Regions from separate parts of the Mus musculus genome. Here all the other regions are linked to region 1. A link is a contact called in public Micro-C and promoter capture Hi-C data. All regions are on one chromosome and are shown on one strand. Each heading gives the region's core, a stretch centred on a gene start, on an enhancer-like site or on the middle of the called end of the contact. The rest is flanking DNA. Distances are from core to core; before and after follow the strand shown.

What was found. Promoter capture Hi-C pulls out the DNA fragments that hold promoters and counts their contacts. Hi-C and Micro-C count contacts between places; a contact is called where the count stands out from the background.
Region 2: a contact with region 1 is called in a Micro-C map of embryonic stem cells, with 8 times the contacts expected there. The contact joins the promoter of Ptpn13 here to the promoter of Nkx6-1 in region 1. A contact is called at or near these places in 4 of 484 Hi-C or Micro-C datasets (all in embryonic stem cells), 2 of 115 datasets of contacts at active chromatin or transcription factors (both in embryonic stem cells) and 1 of 9 other capture datasets (embryonic stem cells).
Region 3: a promoter capture Hi-C map of pre-B cells shows a contact between it and region 1, with 2.5 times the contacts expected there. The contact joins the promoter of 2310034O05Rik here to the promoter of Nkx6-1 in region 1. A contact is called at or near these places in 3 of 39 promoter capture datasets (liver and pre-B cells).
Region 4: a contact with region 1 is called in a promoter capture Hi-C map of pre-B cells, with 2.8 times the contacts expected there. The contact joins the promoter of 5430416N02Rik here to the promoter of Nkx6-1 in region 1. A contact is called at or near these places in 2 of 39 promoter capture datasets (hippocampal neurons and pre-B cells).
Region 5: a promoter capture Hi-C map of hippocampal neurons shows a contact between it and region 1, with 3 times the contacts expected there. The contact joins the promoter of Lin54 here to the promoter of Nkx6-1 in region 1. A contact is called at or near these places in 2 of 39 promoter capture datasets (cranial neural crest and hippocampal neurons), 1 of 484 Hi-C or Micro-C datasets (nephron progenitors) and 2 of 115 datasets of contacts at active chromatin or transcription factors (embryonic midbrain and stem cell-derived neural progenitor cells).

The regions. Positions count from the first base shown.
Region 1 is chr5:101,663,430-101,666,043 of GRCm38.p6, reverse strand. Nkx6-1 (NK6 homeobox 1) reads left to right here and starts at 1,333. Exons shown (of 3, transcript NM_144955.2): 1 at 1,333-2,482. The coding sequence starts at 1,810.
Region 2 is chr5:103,423,860-103,426,473 of GRCm38.p6, reverse strand. It overlaps Ptpn13 (protein tyrosine phosphatase, non-receptor type 13), which reads right to left and starts at 1,282. Exons shown (of 48, transcript NM_011204.2): 1 at 938-1,282.
Region 3 is chr5:100,209,392-100,212,005 of GRCm38.p6, reverse strand. 2310034O05Rik (RIKEN cDNA 2310034O05 gene) reads right to left here and starts at 1,314. Exons shown (of 4, transcript NR_040679.1): 1 at 979-1,314.
Region 4 is chr5:100,428,248-100,430,861 of GRCm38.p6, reverse strand. 5430416N02Rik (RIKEN cDNA 5430416N02 gene) reads left to right here and starts at 1,327. Exons shown (of 5, transcript NR_034038.1): 1 at 1,327-1,536; 2 at 1,624-1,765.
Region 5 is chr5:100,499,308-100,501,921 of GRCm38.p6, reverse strand. Lin54 (lin-54 homolog (C. elegans)) reads left to right here and starts at 1,283. Exons shown (of 13, transcript NM_172714.4): 1 at 1,283-1,421.

The DNA of each region.
Region 1 (2,614 bases), core at 84-2,583:
TTTCATCCCCAGAGTACTGAGCCCCCTCATAAGTGATAATGATCTAGGGAGTGGGAGAGCGAAGACAAGAACGGAGAAAGAACAGAAAAGAGCAGGAGACGGAAAGATGGTGAAGGGTGACCCTTAGGCCTGCGAGGGGTTTAAAAACATCTACGGGCTTAAGGAACAACAAATCAATTTACACGATTCTGGAAGAGCCCAGAGGGCCTTTAATTAATCCCTTCAAAAGAAGGAAGTCGGCCTGGGATATGCCTCCTGCCTGCTCCATTAGCTCCCTTTTCGCAAGGGTCCAGACACCGTTGGAGGTGGGCGCCGCGCGCGAGCTGGGGGAGGATGACGCGAGCTGGCGTGGGCGGAAGAGCCGCACTTAAACTGCTTTTCCATAGAAGGGCTGGATTTTCATTATTCCTCTCTTTAAAAAGTAATGCCCTCTTCGTCCCTGCTCCCTCCTTCTCCTTTCCATTTTATTTTGCACGATTAGTTGAGCCGGCCGCTGGCTCTAGACTGGAACCACTCTTTTCGCCAGGCCCCTCCCCTCTTGGCTCCGCCCAAGTGAAGCTGGGGCGGGGACTAGGAGGGCGCGTCCTTATGGCTCCCTAGTCTCAGCCAATCAAAAGGTGTGGCGCTCCCAGGTGGGCGTGTTCTAGGAGCGACGCCTTGCCCAAGCTGAGCGCTATTGGAGGCGGTGTTTACGCCCAGGACCCGGGCCCCGCTCCTCAGTCCCGCCCCGCCGAGCCGCCCCGGAATGACGTCCTCGAAAGTTCTCATTTTGGCCCCCCACCTCCCCTCCCTTGCGTCCCCCAGCTAAAGAGAGGCAGGGAGGGGTGCAAATATTTTATTACCTTTGAGAGCTTCATCCGAACTGTCAGGCCCAGAGGGAGAGAGGAGAGAAGGGAAGAGCCGCCGAGAGGGTCAGTTTGGCCAGAGGACAGGGCTTGGAAGAGCCAAGCCTGGAAAGCCAAGGAGAAATGCCAGAGAGGCAAGAGAAAGGCGGAGAGTGAGAGGAAGAGAGGGCGCCAGGGGGTGGGACGGGGGGGGGTCTCCCGGCCGGCTTGCAGAAGAGGACGGACGATCGGAACCGGCCCGTCAGACTTTTTCCATACTTAGGTTTATTTTCTTTTATCCTTTTCGATCCGGCTAGTCCGGCGCCGCGTGGCTCGGAGGGGAAGTAGGCTCGTGGGCGCACCAAGTCCCCAGCCGCCGGAGCGGTGTCACTGACTGCCCTTTCTGGCGCAGTAACGCCGGGCCCGAGGCAGTGGCGGGCGCGATACCCGCGCCGGCCGTTTGTGCTCTGTCCCCCGGGCGAGCGGTGAGTGCGACTCAGCAGCGCGGCCGCCGGGAGAGCGGAGCGTCCGAGCGAGATCAGAGGCGCGCACCGGGCGGAACGCCGCCCGCTTTGAAGCTCCCCCAGGCGAGCGAGCCGGCCCCCGCCCTCCTACATCAAAGCGAACGCTCCGCGCCTCCCAACCTTGTTGCAAACTCTCTGGGTCGGCTGCGGGGTACGTCTTGCTGATTTCCCGCGGGGGTGGAGAAGATGAGAAGCAGAGCGCTCTGAGCCGGGAACGAGGGACCAGCGCCTGGGATCGAATCCGGGACTCCCGAAGCCGAGGAAGCGCTGAGCCCGCCCGCGCCCCCGCAGCCCTCGCCCCTGCCGCCTCCCGCGGGGCGTTTGGACATTTTTGCTGCGCAGCTCCCGGAGCCCGCGGCCGATCCACACTTCGCTTGCGCGCGCCCCCGGCACCTCGGGTTCTCCCGAGCCCCGGCGGGGCCACCGACCTGCGTGGCTGCGGGTTCGGGTCTGGCTGTGGGATGTTAGCTGTGGGGGCGATGGAGGGCCCTCGGCAGAGCGCGTTCCTGCTCAGCAGCCCGCCCCTGGCCGCCCTGCACAGTATGGCCGAGATGAAGACCCCGCTCTACCCCGCCGCTTATCCCCCGCTGCCCACCGGGCCCCCCTCCTCCTCGTCCTCGTCCTCCTCGTCCTCGTCGCCCTCCCCACCTTTGGGCTCACATAACCCGGGCGGCTTGAAGCCCCCGGCCGCGGGGGGCCTCTCGTCCCTGGGCAGTCCCCCGCAGCAGCTTTCGGCGGCCACCCCACACGGCATCAACGACATCCTGAGCCGGCCCTCTATGCCGGTGGCCTCGGGGGCCGCCCTGCCCTCCGCCTCGCCCTCCGGGTCTTCCTCCTCCTCCTCCTCGTCCGCCTCCGCCACCTCGGCCTCTGCGGCGGCCGCCGCCGCCGCTGCTGCTGCCGCCGCTGCCGCCTCGTCGCCCGCTGGGCTGCTGGCCGGCCTGCCCCGCTTCAGCAGCCTGAGCCCTCCGCCACCGCCGCCCGGGCTCTACTTTAGCCCCAGCGCCGCGGCTGTGGCCGCCGTGGGCCGGTACCCCAAGCCCCTGGCCGAGCTGCCCGGTCGGACGCCCATCTTCTGGCCCGGAGTGATGCAGAGTCCGCCGTGGAGGGACGCGCGCCTTGCCTGTACCCCCCGTGAGTACTATGGGAGGGGAGGGTGGGTCCCTGCCTTCTAAGTCTGCTCTCGGGTCGTGAAGCACACAGTGCCCCTGCGGGCGGTCAGTCTCCTGGCCGCCACACTAGTTTGGAAGTTCCGGGACAGCACGC
Region 2 (2,614 bases), core at 33-2,532, 1.8 Mb before region 1:
GAAAATGAAGCAGGTTTTGACCCCGACCCTGCCAACCCGGTTCAAGAACTTGGGAAAATACCAACGCCTGTTTCATAATACAGGTACTTTTTTTCTTCCCGTCCTTTAATAAGCTCTCTAGACAGACCTTTTTAAATCTTCCTAATTAGTTAGCAGCGTCCTTCAACCCACATATCAGGTGTCCCACATTTTCTGTATGTCCCGCCTAGAAAACAAACCCGATTGCCCCATTTTCGGAAAGGTAAACTCAGCTCCAGGCAGCTACCTATGAAGTCACCGCGTTTGTTATTTCAAAGATGCAATTAAGCGAAAATGACAGAAGGTTGTCTAAAAGATTAGTCGCAAATACGGGGAGGTGTCGATCTTACACAGGGAAAGAAACCTGCACTCTGTGACTCGCTCCCATGTCTCCCCATCCTCGCTTCTCCAATACACAACAGAAGGAAATTAAATTTCCAAAGTTCCTTGACTTTGGCTTAACTTTTAACTTTGCAGCTCTCGGCGCTCACGTTATCGAGCAAAGTGGAGAAAAGAAAGGCTGGCCTGCAGCAGAGAGAAGCAAACTTTACTAGAGCCTGTCCCCGTCCCTACCCCCTTCTCGGAGCCCTTACACAGACACATTCTTCTGGGCGGCTTCTAACCACACCATGTCCACAATCATTTACAGAAATTAGAAACAGACTCCGGGAGCCCTTCCCACCGCGCGCTCGGCGCAAGGCTGTCCGCACCAGCTCCACGGGGCAGCGTCACTCGCTGTGGCCCACAGCCCGTCGCTCCCTCCCACTCGGGGGTCTCAGCCAGGATTAAACTGCAAGCAGCTCGCGCTCCCCGCCCTCGGCGCACCAGGGATGCCACCATCCGAACCGAGGGGAGCCGAAGAGACGTCCCAGAGGCCCGCACATCCCACCCCCCGGGTCCGGCCACGCGTGCTTCTTACCGGCGCGTGGGGAGCCCCGGTGCGGCGACCGGAGCGCAGCGCGCGGGCACCGAGAGCCGCCGCCTCTTCTTCCCCGAGCTGCTTCGGGCGTGCGCAGAGAGGGTCGGCGGCGACAGAAGCAGCATCGCCGGGCGGCGACCCCCGCCGAGCTCCCGCCCGCCCGCCGCGACTTCGCAGCGCCTCAACGACGGCCGCCCGCGCGCGGCGCTGTCCAGGAGGCTGAGGCGGACGGGAGAGCCGGGGAGCGCTGCTCGGCAGCGGCGCGGAGACCTCGGAGAACTGTGACCATGGTGTGTCACCCTCGCCGCGGCGCGCCCGGCCCAGCTCCTCACGGCGCGCAGCTCCTCCTCGGCCCGACGCATCGGCCCCGCCCCTTGCCCTGTCAGTCAACCCCGCCCGCGCGCGGACAGGACCGCAGGTCCGGGACCCTGCACTCCGCTTCTCCCCATTGGTCCGCCAGGAGCCCCACCCCGCCTCCTCCCTTGGGACCGAGTCTCTGGGGAGACCTGCGCCCCGGTTGCCATGACAACCGGTGCCTTGGGTCGGGCTCCTCACTCTTCTTTTGGCCCCGCGCTGGGGTCGAGGGCGCCAGGGCAGGGTTCTGCTGTGTGCACTCTCCACTGTGCAGACTTGGGGATGAAGCCTCTTGGGCTCCCCCAACTTCAGACCCAGAACTTTCCGAAACGCGCGAGGAAGAGTGACAGACGCGAAGCTGCCGGCCCCTCCCCCTCCTCGCAGCCTTGCTCCCAGATTCTCTCCGGGCGACCCAGGCAATGAAAGAAGGTGGAGAGAGAGGGAACGTCGCCCTGCCAGCTCCCCCAGCTACACAGCAACCGAGAAATGGTGTGGGCAGTGAATCGGCTCCGCCGGGTTCCCACAGCTGTGAAGAGACTTTCAAAGGTGTGCTGCGACAGCACAGCCTCAAAGATCCCCCCGGAAAACTCAAATACTCGCGTTTTCGTGAGAAACAAGATTTTTGCCCTGATATTTTGTGAACTTGGCAACCCCAGCGTTAAAAGTTTTACGGTAAAACCACCTAATTGATAAACCATTTCTTTAAACACACAACAGCTTGGCGAAGGTGTATCCTCGTAGCGATTTCTTTCCTGCAAACTAAAACATTCTAAGTTCAATTATTTGCAAGGAAACCTTGCAGAATTCACGAGCAGAATAGCATCTTGTAATGTGGGTTTTAAAGGGTTTTTTGCTATCGTTCTCTTTGGTGCTATATAAGGTTACTAATACATTCAGTAACACATACAGGGTTAATTTTGTCTGAGATCCTATATGGACCTTTATTTACTTTAAGGATCTCCTCAAAATGGAGAGAAGAGGCTCGTCTGGCTTCTCCGGGCAAGCTGCAATCCCAGGTTCCCCAGCCCCTGAGGCTTTGGTACAGGTGTGATGAATGAGGGAATTAATTAATGATTTACCTTTGGCTACTATTTGAGTTTTCATTATCTCATTTACTAAATGAATAGCTGTGATGGATGTCTTCAAATATGCCTTGCACGTACGCACTGAATGGCATCTCTCTAACTCCATGGAAAACGAGAGCAGAAACCCAAATCCCTGTCCTCAAGGAGTCAAACATGGAGCCTGAGGGAGAAAGCTAGCCCTCCAGGAACAATCTGAAACCTGGGACCAAAAGGTTTAGCCAGTACAGCAGCAAAGGCA
Region 3 (2,614 bases), core at 65-2,564, 1.5 Mb after region 1:
CTGGTGGTACAAGCCTGTACCCAGTTACTTAGGAAGCTGAAGTTGAAGGATTAAAAGTTCAAAGCCTTCCTGGGTTACACAGAGAGTTCAAGTCTGCTCTAGCCTGGGCAACTTGTGTGCCGCTCTATCTCAAAATAAGTAGAAATAAAGGACTCAGGGCTGGAGAGATGACGCAGAGGTTACAATCCTGGATGCTCTTCCAGAGGACTCAGATTGGTTCCCAGCAGCCACATGGCAGCTTAAAACCATCTGCAGTTCTAGTTCTAAGAGATCTAATTCTTCTTCTGGCAAACCCCAGATTCTGAGGCTCACTCATACACTTAAAAGAAAAATTAATATATCCTTAAAATATACAATTAAAAACTAAATAAAGTGCTGCAGATGTAGCTTGGGAGAATTTGCTTAGCATATGCAAGGCCCAGGCTTTTAATTTCCAACAAAACAGAAAACAGACGTGAAGCCCAGGAAGCGGGACCCCAGGCTTGTTTCATGCACAGGAGTATTCCAAGTTCCCAAGTGGGAACGAAGAGGACCTTGAATTTTTTGGTTGAGCTTTTGTTATTGTGAATATAGGTAGGCGCCATACACCCAGAAAACTATTGACCCAGAAATCCAAACTTACAAAAGTAAACATGCAAGAAGAGTATTTGTTTTATGGAAGCACCCATTGTAGGTTTCTATTCATAGAAAGCACGTCACTGCTTTTAAAGGTCAGTGTCCTGGGAATGCAAGAGACCCTTGTCTACCAAGATCACACCTGCAGATGGCCAGGGCTAGAGCCCCACAGGTCACCCATAAGCCACGAGAATAAGACTATGTCCCAAGTAAAGCAGGTTAGAACAGAGTCACTGGGTGGTGTATCTTCAATTCCTTCAAACCCTACTTTTAATGATGGTTCCCAAGCCCTCCAGCCTCCTCTCTAGCCCACCACCCAGCAGAGGCAGTGGGAAAGAAAGGACGTGGGGGAAGTGGACCTGCCTGGAAATGGTTCTTTGGAGCAAATTCCATCCCCGTTGTCAGAGAATCAGCAGTTCAGTTCACAGGTCAGCAGTGGCAGCTCGATCTACTTGTAAACACTTCACAGATACACCCGCAGCAGTCCAGTTCAGTAGTATTGGGATAGCAGCAGTGGTGGCATGACCTAGCAGGAACAGCCAGGCCTCAGTTGAAACAGCAGGAGTCAGCAGAAGGAATTCAGCTCACCAGCAACCCCAGGAAAAGTTCTCCGTGGTGCCTCTCTTAACATACTGAAGTTCAGCAAAGATGAGAGACCAGCAAGTGTTGCATAGCTAGCTCTACCAGTGAGTCAAGCTCCTCTCACAGTCCGCTGAGTCCTATTTATCCCTCCAAACATCACGTGTCCTCCGCGTGTCTTGCCTCACCACGTGAGTCTGACTTAGTAAAACTCCATGTGAGTCTGTCTCTGCTGACATCATTCTGCCAATTGGCCCAAGTCACCTTCACATATTTGCCTGAGAAAAACACCACCCAACACAACTGATTTTCCAAAGAACCCTTAAGTTTCCACCTCAAGGTGGATTCTTTCCCTCTGAGTTCTCAGCTGAACTCAGCATCTTGGAGTACATCTGGAATATGAGGCCTTTAAAGGGTGTTTAAGATAAAATGAGATTATAGAAGTAAGCTCTAACCAACATGGCTGGAGAAACACAAGACAGCCATCTTTAAGTGAAAGAGGAGGAGGGCTCAGAAGAAACCAGATCTATAGATGCTCGTGTCTCCAGCCTCCAGAAGCAAGATATGATAAATTCCTGTGGCTGCCGCCTGGTCTGTGCTATACATGATCATCTGCATATACATGGAAAAAACCTTTTGTAGGCTTTCTTCTACTGTTCTGCAGACTACAATTATAGTGCAGAAGTTTCTGAATCCCAGGCAAACAGAAGACAGAGAAAAGGTGCTTCCCCCACCTTCTTCCTCACCCCAGGCAGCTCAGCTGGGCTTTCCCCTCATCCTGAGGTTCTCCCTAGCAGATGCACACACTCCGGCCTCCCGGCAGAAAACAGTTATAACAATCCAGGTTTCTTTTTTTTTTTTTTTTTTTTTTTGTCACAAGAGTAGGAGTATGGAGGTAGGAAAATGGCTGTTACTTTGATCCTTAAGGAAAAAAGATCCGTTCTCAATCTCCTGCCTCACTCTCTAAATACAACCACACCATTTGGACATTAGAATTGCTTTTGCAAACGCTGCAGAAAAACAAGCAACTTGGAAAGTCCTGAGCCTTCACTTAAGAAACTAGCCTAGCTGAAGCCCTGCGCTCGGTTGCTGGCCCTTCACAAAACCAGTCTCTTGCCTGTAATTGCTGCTCCCAGTAAGTGGAGGCAGGAGGGTCATAAGTTCAAGGTCATACTTGGCTTCAAAAAATAAGAGGAAACCCTGGCCTTGGACCTGTGAGTGGTGGGAGACAGGAGCCAGCCAGAGGTATAGACAGAGTGCATTCTTTCACTGAGAATAGCCCGAGCGGCAGCATCAAAACAATTTAATACATTACTTCCCTTTAATAGAAGTGCAAATCAAATGTCTCGCTCAATCAAACCATGTTAGGAGAGAAACCCTTGGTCAGCTCCGGGTTCTGCTCAGGCAGGCCTGCATGGAA
Region 4 (2,614 bases), core at 78-2,577, 1.2 Mb after region 1:
GTACACCACTGCTCTCTTCATACACACAAGAGGACATCAGATCCCATTATAGATGGTTGTGAGCCACCATGTGGTTGCTGGGAATTAAACTCAGGAGCTCTGGAAGAACAGTTGGTGCTCTTAACCGCTGAGCCATCTCTCCAGCCCCATTCTTGCTCCTTGTGAGCAGGCTTTTATGCCAACAGTCTTTTTGGCCATTGTTTCTCTCTCCTTTGGGTTCCTTCACTTTCCAGTACTAAAGCCCATTTATCTTCAACAGTGCTCTCTTGTGTGCCTCATCTGAATTATTTCATTGACAATCACAAGAAATGAAGAGCTCAGGTGAGTTCAGATGGAGAGCCAAACAAAGGTCTAGAAGTTGCAGGTCCAGAGCCAAATTATCTTGTGCTATCTTTAGGAAGAGCCAAGAACGATATTCATCCAAAGCAGCACACAGCTCTGGTCTAACACACATCTCCCGACTAGTACGGAGAAGCTTGGGATTTTCAGGGGGTTGGGGGTGGCGAATGAAAACTGATTCAAGAAGGAAAAGCTAACGTTTGGCACTTAGGATGGTACTCGAATCACGTGTGAATTTATTGTTATTCAACAAACCCTTGACATTGTAAGAAAATGCGACCACGTCTCACGCGTAGTGCAGGGCTGGGTCTGCGAAGGCTGATGCACCAAGATCCCAAGTGTGAGGCCAGCTTGAACTACACGTGTTTTCTCGGGTCAGGCTGATATAAAAGGAAGAGAGCACCCCACAAACCAACCAAAAAGGTTCTCCTTGGGAGCTAGTGTTTAAGTAGGGATTGATTTCGCCTACTTTTCTCCTCAGTATGCCTTCAGCATGGTATGACTGACTCTCACCAACACCTCAGAAAGGCTGAGATGACTGGTGCTCACCAAGTCAGACGCCCAATAAACGGCAAAAAGAAAGCATTCTGAGTAACGTCCCTCAAGCCGGAAGGCAAATGCGGAGCACCAGCCAGGTCCGGTTGCACATGTCTGGCGACGCTAGCCGATGTGCCGCCGCCCCACCTTTGCAGTCCCATAGCAGTGCCTGGGCTCGGCGGCTGCGATCGCCCACACAGCCGGAGGACAGGTCGAGACACTCCACTAGCAGTCCCCAAGGCTGCGGTCCCCTGGACAGCAACTTCCGGCTATCCTACTCTGTCGAAGTCCCTTTTCTGGGCTCCCGCGAGAGCTCGAGTCGCGGTAAACTCTGTTCCGCATGAGGACTGGGCGGCTTGACCGGAAGGGCGGGCTTTGGACATGTAGCCAATCACATACCATGCTATGTCGAAGCAGCCAATCGGAGAGGCCTGGCGCCTTTAAGGGCCTCCGTGGGCACGTTCTCGCTTCCATTCGGTCCTCCTTTTGTTAACGCTCTGGCATCATGTCTACGCCAGCTCCCGCGCAATCCGGCGCCATCGCGCTTTGGGCGAGCATGGCCATGGGGAGTAGAGAGGTGGAAACCGAGCTGACGCCTGCCTGACCCTGGCGATGGTGGCGCGCGCCGGGAAGGACTGATTGGAGAATGGCGCCAAATGGGTAGGAACAGGTCGTGATGTCCGCCGAATGTTGTGTAGCAGGCGGGACAAAAGAGCGATCTCAGGCCTCATCTCGTCTCTTTTGTAGGTCACGGATGGCGAGGGGGCACAGGAGCTCTCGATGTGACCTGGCGCTGTGGATGTGATGCACAGCAGCTTGAGTGGGACTGCTCCGCTGTCCTCATGAGAGAACGCTTTTTCTGAAGATGGGAGGTGGCTAATGAAAGAAGGTGAGGTCTCTCGGGCCCTTGCTGTCTCCAGTGCGATGGGAACTGCACGGGTACGGAAACTTAGGGCCCACAGAACTTTGTTTGAGTTTGGGAATAGGGCATCGAGGGTGGATAGCTTTCAGGACTAGGCGATTTTATTGGAGCCCAGTGATTAAAACCTTTGACTTCTTTGTATCCTTCAAATGATACAAAATTCAATTCCAACAAGTTTTTTTTACCTCCTATTTTACTGAGAATTGAAGTCATCAAGGAATTAATTTATTCATGTTTTTCCATTATATATGCTTTTATCTTATTTGGATGAAATCAACATTTTGCTGGGTTTTTCCTTTTATTTTTATTTTTTTAAATAAAACGCAGCCCATGAACTTCTGGGGAATCGGGTGCTATGGTACAAGTGTTTGCTTGACTGTCAAGAATACAAGGCTGTGTGTTTATCCTTAGGTGAGGTTTTTCACAATTGGCAGTGAGTTAAGTGAAGTTCAGTCTGGTCTCATGTAATCAGCTCTCAGCACATCGGGGTTTTTATCTTGCAGTGCTGGGACTCAAGCCCAGGATTTGTGCATGATTTCAGTCACTGCATCACCAACCTACGCTTGCCTTTAGAACAGATACAATTTTATCTTACTGAGCTGGGCTTGTCTCCTAGAGTCCGTTTTCAACCTGGGGGTGATCTTTCTGAATGGGTCTCCCATGAAGCTGGGAGTAAAGGTTCAGGCCAGTTTTAGAGTAGAGGTCTAACCCCACCCTGTAAAAACATTCATTTTGTTTTTTTAGACAGGTCTCATGTAACCCGGGCTAGATTAGACTTGCTGTGTAGCTTGGCATGACTGTTCTATTGATCATCTT
Region 5 (2,614 bases), core at 34-2,533, 1.2 Mb after region 1:
TCAGCCTTTAAAAAGCTAGAATATGGAGGTGGGCCACCCTGCCCAGCTAAAAGCTTTATTTTATTCTTGATTTTATATGAATTGTATTTATTTTTAAGATTTTATTTTCATGCATATCTGTGTATTTGTTTGTGCCCTCAGAGTCGTGAAGAGGATGTTGGATTCCCTGAAACTGGAGTTACAGGCCTTGTAAGTCACCTGGTGTGGGTGCTGGGAGCTGAACTTAGGTCCTTTATAGGAACGGTACCGGGTCCTAACCATGGTCCTAAGCACGGAGACATCTGTCCAGTTCCTTCTAAGAATTATAATATTCAGCACAGTTGTTGAGTGTTATATAATGCATCACTGGATACCACAGTTCTTATATTCACTAATGTAAAACTGTCATTCTCCACATACATTAAACGCTATGTCATGGTGTGAGTTGTTTTGACCAGATTGCTGACACTGATAAGATTGTACTAGTCATTTTAGTCGTTGTAAAAAATCCACAGTAAACCCGGAAATGTTGCCCTTATTCCTTAGGTCCTGTTTTGTAGTAGTGGTATCAGAACTGTGTCAGCTTGGTGGAAGGAACTCAGAATTTTTCTACCAAGGTGAGGTGTGGAGGTGGGGGTTATCTAAATTTGGGGCCTCAGTCTCTCTGCCTTTTTTCTTCTAGTGATGCCCCCACAGTACCCCCAGGAATACTTGGTTGGAAAGCGATACCTTTAACTTATCTCCCGCCTCCTTCGTGTGGTTCCCCAGGTAGTTTCACGTTGTAAGGCCTTTTTAAAATTTAATATATATTTTTTATTTCTTGGATTTATAAATATCCCAGGAAATGAGATGACTGAATGCAAAGAATCCATATGTATCAGTATAAGGTGTGTTGCAAGACAAATTATCAAAAACTCCCTTTCAAGGTAACTCTGCGTGCTCTCTCAGGAGCTTTTAGGAGCCCCTTGCAACGTTCACGTCTAAACCCCAACAGATTTATTAACATTTGAGAAAGGATGCGGACTCTCTCTTCACTCAGGCGCATCACCAAGCGGGGGCGCGCTGGAAACCGCACTGACCGAGGTTTAGTCACAAAGCCAGAAGCACGAACCCACTTGGAGTTCCCCGCCTTCCCTTTGACGGAGGCCCCAGGAGCAGTCACGTGGAACCCCAGAGCGCTCCCCCAGCCCTGCGCAAAGACGCGACTCGGGTTGCCAGGGGGCGGAGCAGGGGCGCGGAAGGGGCGGGGCTCGGGCCGCCGGCGGGGGCGGGGCGGCGCGCGGGCGGGGCGGGGCGGCCCGGCGTATTATGGGATGCGGCGGTGGAATGGCGCTGGGCGTGATTTTGAACAAACCCGGGTCTGTGTTTCGGAGGCGCCGCCGCCGCGGCTGCTGGGAGCCCGGGGAGCGCGGCGCGAGAAGGAGGCGGCGCCGCCGGCTCGGGTGAGTGTCAGCTCCGGAGACCCGGGCTGAGCGGCGGGGACCGGCGCCGGGCCCGCGCTCGGGGCGAGCGGCGCGCGGGCGGAGAGCGCGGCGGCGGCTCCGGGCAGCCGGGCGGTGGGCCGGTGGGCCGCGGCGGACCGAGGGTTGTCGGGGCGCGGCGCGAGCGGCGGGCGCCGGAGAGCGCGGCTGTCAGTCGGCGGGCCGGCGCCGCCCGCCCCGCGCTCGGGAGGAAGGGCTGGGCGGCTGTTGACAGGCTCTCGGCGCGGCCCGGGAAGCGGCTGCCGGCCCCGGGCTTCTGGGAACCTGTTTTGCTGCTGTGTCATTTCGTACCAGCGCCTCCTTTCGCTGCTGCCCGGCGCCGCGTTCTTCCTACGCCCCTTTGTATGGACTCTTCTGGGTGTGTGTCCGTTTCCCTCGCGAAGCCCACCAGCCAAATGTCATAGTGTCCCCGCGGTGCACGGGGGAAGGGAGCGGGCTGGGACTCAGCCTGGTCAAGCAACGGTAAACAACCATCCGAGTGCCGGTGGACCCGGCTGTTGGTGGGGAATAAAGTTGAAAGATGGAGAAACTGGGAACCCCTTCCACGCTCAGCCTCTAGCGGGCTCTCGGTAGAAACGCGCCGGGAGTGGGTGGGAGACAGCCCTTGACTAAGCCTGAGCCTGCTGACTTTTATATGGAGGTGTCATTCAAACAAGGTAGGGAAATGAAATGGCTTCTGCTTCTTCCTTATTCTTAGGGAAACTTAAGACAGTAGATTAGCCTTGTCCACAACCCTGAGATTCAGCTTGCTGGTTTCTGTTAGGTCTTTAAGAGCTTATAGTATGACTGAATGATAAAGAATAAAGCTTTTGAACTGGCAATTAGTAAGGCTTTCTGAAGTCAAACAGCTAACTTTTGGAGGATGCTGGTCCTATTAAGCCTTGCAGCTTATATGTTCTTAATTCCTTACATGATTAATTACTTCTATTCCCTCTTGGGTGCTTATTAGACTACACCATGAGAGGAACTGGAAGGGGGTGGGAGATGGATAGGTTGTTCCGGAATCTTGTTCTAAAGCAAGCTGTTTTTTTCCCCCCTCTGCATTGAACAAGTGTTATCAGCAGCAGATGGTTTTTAATTTGGAAACTTAGATCCTAAAGTCAGTTGGCAAAGGGTTCTAGCGAAGAGCTGGATTTTCTATATGTTAGAAGTTG